Regions from separate parts of the Rattus norvegicus genome. Here region 1 is linked to region 2. A link is a contact called in public Hi-C data. All regions are on one chromosome and are shown on one strand. The core of a region is the stretch at or near the end of the contact, and the rest is flanking DNA. Distances in the headings are between cores, read along the strand shown.

Evidence for each region. Hi-C and Micro-C count contacts between places; a contact is called where the count stands out from the background.
Region 1: a contact with region 2 is called in a Hi-C map of liver, with 3 times the contacts expected there. The contact joins two enhancer-like sites. A contact is called at or near these places in 7 of 12 Hi-C or Micro-C datasets (the Rat2 cell line, Schwann cells, frontal cortex and 3 more).

Annotation. Positions count from the first base shown.
Region 1 is chr2:13,130,211-13,132,910 of GRCr8, reverse strand. It overlaps Adgrv1 (adhesion G protein-coupled receptor V1), which reads left to right. Exons shown (of 91, transcript XM_039103389.2): 88 at 1,522-1,643. Among named protein-coding and RNA genes, the nearest start is that of Rnu1-149, 3.8 kb to the right of the region's middle. Within about 2 kb of position 1,265, at least 21 of the 93 cell types and tissues checked have an H3K27ac peak or open chromatin away from gene starts, as enhancers often do.
Region 2 is chr2:12,951,327-12,954,205 of GRCr8, reverse strand. No RefSeq gene overlaps it. Among named protein-coding and RNA genes, the nearest start is that of Arrdc3, 80 kb to the right of the region's middle. Within about 2 kb of position 1,380, at least 84 of the 93 cell types and tissues checked have an H3K27ac peak or open chromatin away from gene starts, as enhancers often do.

The DNA of each region.
Region 1 (2,700 bases), core at 16-2,515, 180 kb before region 2:
GACCAAAATGCGAATGCTTCACTCCTTCTTTAAAAGGGGAACAAGAATACCCTTCGGAGGGAATAGGGAGGCAAAGTTTAGAACAGAGGCAGAAGGAATACCCATTCAGAACCTGCCCCACATGCCGCTCATACATATACAGCCACCAAACTAGATAAAATGGATGAAGCAAAGAAGTGCAGGCTGACAGGAACCGAATGTAGATCTCTCCTGAGAGACACAGCTAGAATACAGCAAATACATAGGTGAATGCCATCATTAAACTACTGAACTGAGAACGAGACCCCCGTTGAATTAATTAGAGACATGACTGAAAGAGCTTGAAGGGGCTTGAGACCCCATATGAACAACAATGCCAACCAAGCAGAGCTTCCAGGGACTAACCCACTACCCCAAGACTATACATGGGCTCCAACCTCATAGATAGCAATGAATAGCCTAGTAAGAGTATCAGTGGAAGGGGAAGCCCTTGGTCCTGCCAAGACTGAACCCCCAGTGAACGTCATTGTTGGCGGAAGGGCGGTAATAGGGGGAGGATAGAGAGGGGAACGCCCATAGAGAAGGGGGGAGGGGTTAGGGGGATGTTGGCCCAGAAACCTGGAAGGGGAATAACAATCGAAATGTAAATAAGAAGTACTCTAGTTAATAAAGATTGAAAAAAAAATCTCAAATAACATTCCCTCACTAAATCAAAGGAGACAAGTGGAAATGACAATAGTCCTGTGTCCCAGAATCACTGTCAGAGAAGCTGGAGAAAATGATATCTCAGTAGTTGAGAGCTCTGCCGCCCTTTCAGAAGATCCAGGTTCAATTCCCAGCACACACAACGTGACTCGAGGCTGTCTGTAACTCCAGTTACCCAGGATCCGACACCCTCTTGTGGCTTCAACAGGTGCTGCCTGCAGGTCATACAAAACATGTAGGCAAACACTCATACACAAAAATTAATAAAGTCAATTTAGAGCTCCAGTGGCACAAGTAACCCATTGTGTGGTGTACTTAATATGGAAACCATCAGGACAGCTGCAGAAGAACATGGTGGGTAGAACGTTTTCTGATGGCCAGTGAGTTAGTCACTTCATCTCTGCTCAGAACAATCACAGTACATTTTGTTGTCTTCTCGATGGATAAAAGCTGAGTAACACAAAGAACTTTAAACCTTATGGTTTAAATGCCATGCTGGAGTGCGCTCACTGGGGAGCACAGGGCTACACCCTAGTCTTCACAAAATCTTTGTACTTGCTCCTGCCACTTCCCACACAGTCCAGTAGGTGGTAGCCTCGGCAGGGACAAATGTCTTCCTTCCCCCTTCAAGCAGACTCGTTTAAAAACCAGAAACTATGTGGCTCTGTGCAATGCCTTCCCTTCTCCACACAGGAAAAGGATTTCCAAGGTTGTTCCCTGCATGAGTATTAGGGTATAGACCATCTATCATGAGGAATCCAAACTAGTACTGTGTTTACATGTGATTGATCATGCAGTGTTCTGAACATTTTTCCTTGTCTTCTTTGTGATTTCCAGAAATTCCTCTGATTTTATATCTCTTCGCCCTGATTTCTCTGACGTGGCTTTGGGGAGGACTGCATATGGCCTACCGACACTTCTGGATGTTGGTTCTCTTTGTCATTTTCAATAGTCTGCAGGTAAGTCAAGCCTTAGAGGCAACAGACATTTAATGAATGCAAAGCACCAAGTGTCAACATTCAAAATTTAAGAGTCTACATATAGATGAGTTTGTGTACATCATGAGTGTACAAAGTCTTAGAATAGTGTGGTGGGAGTTAAATATTTAATACTCAAAATATGGCTGGAATGTACATATAGAAGAAAAATATTTACTTGCGTCTCTTCAGCAATATGGAGTAACTGCAAAAATGTGTTCTTTATAGATAGTTATACTCAGATGGCAACCATGGAGAAATGATCCACATATATGGGGCATAATGTATCTATACATTAGTTCAACTGAGCAGGGAAATTGATGGTTAAACAGTCTCCTCTTAATGTAAGACAATTTCAGTGACTAAAAAATTATTTTACCCCTTCTCAAGTTCAGTAATGGCAATTTTAAATTAATTTTGCAAATATGCTTAGGTAGTATAACTAAGGGATATACCTACAGCAAAATTTTAAGCAGACTTTTTAGTGCTTTTGTGAAATGGAAAGATGTTGCGTCCTGAAAATTATCAAATGAAACAAATGAAAACATTTTTCTTATTTTGCAAAGTGAAAAAAGAATCTCTTAGACTAAAATAATTCACTAAAATTACCAAGAATGCTTTTACATATAATTATTTTGTTCATCATCTTATAAAATGAATATGTGCATAGATACATACAATGAGAATTATAGCATGCAGCTGAAATATGATTCAGGGGTAGAACATTTATTTAACACACAGGAGGTCCATGGGTCACTAACTATTCTTAAAAACAGAATGAGAGTAAGGGGAGGCAAATTCTTTAATCAGAATACAGCCTATATGATGATATTTAATCTAAGTACATTATCTGTTTTGGAAGGAAAAAGCTACAAAGTGACCTAAAAGTTTGTAGTCTCAAGAATACATGGGCACCTCTGTGTACGCATAGTAGACGTTCACTGGCACTGTTAATACCTAGAGAAGGACCACCACACCCCTGTAGGACCAATGATTGAAATGAGTAAACCATCAGCTTTAAGATATGCCATAGTAGGTG
Region 2 (2,879 bases), core at 131-2,630:
CTTTTCCAGTATTTTAGACAGAAAGTCTAAGTACACCAGAACCAACAGGTCATAGGGCTGGGTAGGTTTATATCGCTCTTGTGAATAGCAGTGTTTAAAACTGTCCATAGGTGGACTCAGAGGCCTTCGAAATGTAAAGGTAGCATTCGGGGTGGCATTTTTTAGGGCCAAAATCTGAGCCCTGAAGTGGTATCATAAAGCTCTGTGGGTAATTCCAGTATTAAATCTATTGGGGGCAACATTGCTCTGCTTTGAAATATCAAAAATTTAACTAATATTCATTCATTCATTCATTCATTCATCCATTCATCCATTCATCTATTCATCCATTCATTTGCAGTGCTGGGGTCAAACTCAGAAAACCCTGCATACTCAGGGCATACTCTACCCCTAAACTATATTCTAAGCCTTAATTATATTATTATATACCTAAAATTATAAGCAAAAAGAAAGAAATCTCTGTAGAGTATACAGGCAAACACAAAAACAAAAACAGTAACAAAACAACAACAAAAACGACCTAGTTAGAAATTCTGTTGCTTTCCACCAGAATTCAAAATCAGTTTCAAGAGAGTGGTCTGTGGTCAGTCTAGGAAAAATACTTCCCTCCTATCCTCTGGTAAGATTTGCACATGACATGTTCCACTGGTAGGTGGCCGGTTTCTAGTTTTTATCCAGGACATCTGCAACTCCAGTTTGGAGTAAAATTGTGCTTCTGGGACAGGTGGTCCAAGCTACACTTGGAGAAATCCTTATCTATCCTTTTCTTCATTTTAAACTCCTAGGAGGAAGCAATGAACCTGCTATAAAGACAGATTTCAACAGGCCGTCTAAATCCCCCGACCTCTCCAAGGGCAAGGCAGCTAATCAGTGCCTTAGATGACAGATAGGATGTCGCGATGAAGGCCCTGAATTTTACAGTAAGTCACTGTCCGCACACCGTGCCAGATTCCAACCTGACTTGCGTCACTACAGTGTGGCTTTGTGACAAGATTAGTTACCAAACACACTGAAAAGATAACCTTAGGAAACAGAGGGCAAAAATAGGACAAGTTTGGAACCGCAGAAGTAAAAAGAAAAAGAAAAAAGAAAAAGAAAAAGAAAAAAAGAAAATCCGAACGGAGGTCATCACAAAGTCACTGTTCAAGGACAAAGCCGGGGATTTAAGCCAACAAGCTTCCGGGAAGAATTTGATCCCTAGACAAGTCAGCCCTTAAGGCAAAGAAAACAACGCAAGCTTGGCTTGGTCAGGATTCAAAAGCTGTAAACCTTGTGCTGCTCCAAGAAGTGGGGAGACGGGTCTGCAGCACTGAGGGCTCCGCACCGGAGTGCACGGAGCGGGGCAGCCTCTGGCCGTGCAGGGCGAAACCGGAACCGCGGGAGCGGTGACTCAGCGCTGAGTCAGGCGATCACTACGTGCCGGGGGACCGGCTGTCAGGAAGGGCGTCCCGGCGCCGCGGCCGCGGAGACCCGGGGCCACTCACTCGCCGCACGCACGGGCCAGCGTGGGTGACGTCCAGGATCTGCTGCCGGGGATAGCCCCACGTGATCCCCGTTTCCAGGGCTTAGGCTGACGCTTTCATCCCTGGTGTTTCCTCAGATCGGAGATTCCTCTTATTCCGGCGTGGTTTTGTTGTTGTTTGTTTGTTTGTTTGATTTTGGCTGTTTTGTTTTGTTTTTGTTTTTTTATTTGGAGGATTTTGTTTTTTGGTTTGGTTTGGTTTTGCTTACTTTTTTTTAATAACTCGCACCCCCCCCCCCAAATTTGGGAAACGGCATATTTTTAAATGAGACAGAGAAAGAATGAGTAAATAAAACAAGATCACGCCTTCCAAATGACGTGTCAAATCATCGCGCGTCTTTGAGGCTAAATGGTTGTGGCCTTAGTGGAATCGAAAAAACATTGAGTATCCGTGGAGAAAGAGAGTCTTTAACTTGGTTTTGATTTGCAGTGTTAAGGAAAGCCAATCTTTGGACTTTGTGCAATAGCCTTTCTCATAAAGGATTCTAAAAGCTAGAGGCATATTTGATAGTAACTCCTTACAGAGAACCACGATGGTGTCCTGGGCATGCAACCCTCTAACATCCTGTTCAGATTTTTCTAACTGTGGATGATTGTGACAATGCTGTGCTGAGAGCCGATGGCGGGTATTGTATTGTTCAGTGTACCTGGTCAGGGAGATAATCCACAGACAGGTGGAGGGACAGGGACACCTTTGAGCTGATTTTTAAGACAATCACACCAGGCCTTTAGAACCCGTGCCAACTGTTGCCAATTGTTCTACAAGATCCAAGAATATTTACTCTTCCAGATGCCAGTATGCATTTGAAACAGAGCACAGTCTTTCTGCTCGGAATGTTTTCCTTGCAGGGAAGAACTTTGAGGTTGGAGTGACTCGCCAAGCTTATGTGCAGACATGACAGCCCAGATTTTTTTTTTAAATAGGAAGCTAAAGACCCCAAATGGAAACTGAAAAGAAAGGGAGGGAGGGAGGGAGGGAGGGAGGGAGGGAGGGAGGGAGGGAGGGAGGGAGGGTAGGAGGGAGGGAGGGAGGGAGGTGGTGGAATTAAGAAATGTAAAGTGATATATTTCAGTTACTGACGACAGGGCACATATACAGGTTAGGTTAGCCTTTGAAAGTTTGACAGTGTGTATAGAATATTTAAAATACAATCAGTTCTATTTGTCACCGGTGTTTAAAACTGACTAGTTCTGCATCATTCTTATTTACTCTAAGTGTGTGCTGCTGTAATGCTCTCAGGGTGACTTTGAAGGCCAGGTTCATTTTAAGGTGTGACTTTGAACCTGCTTCTTGGCTTAGCTAACCCTGAAAAGCCTCATCTGAAAAATGGAGGCTAGACTGAATGGCTCATCAATT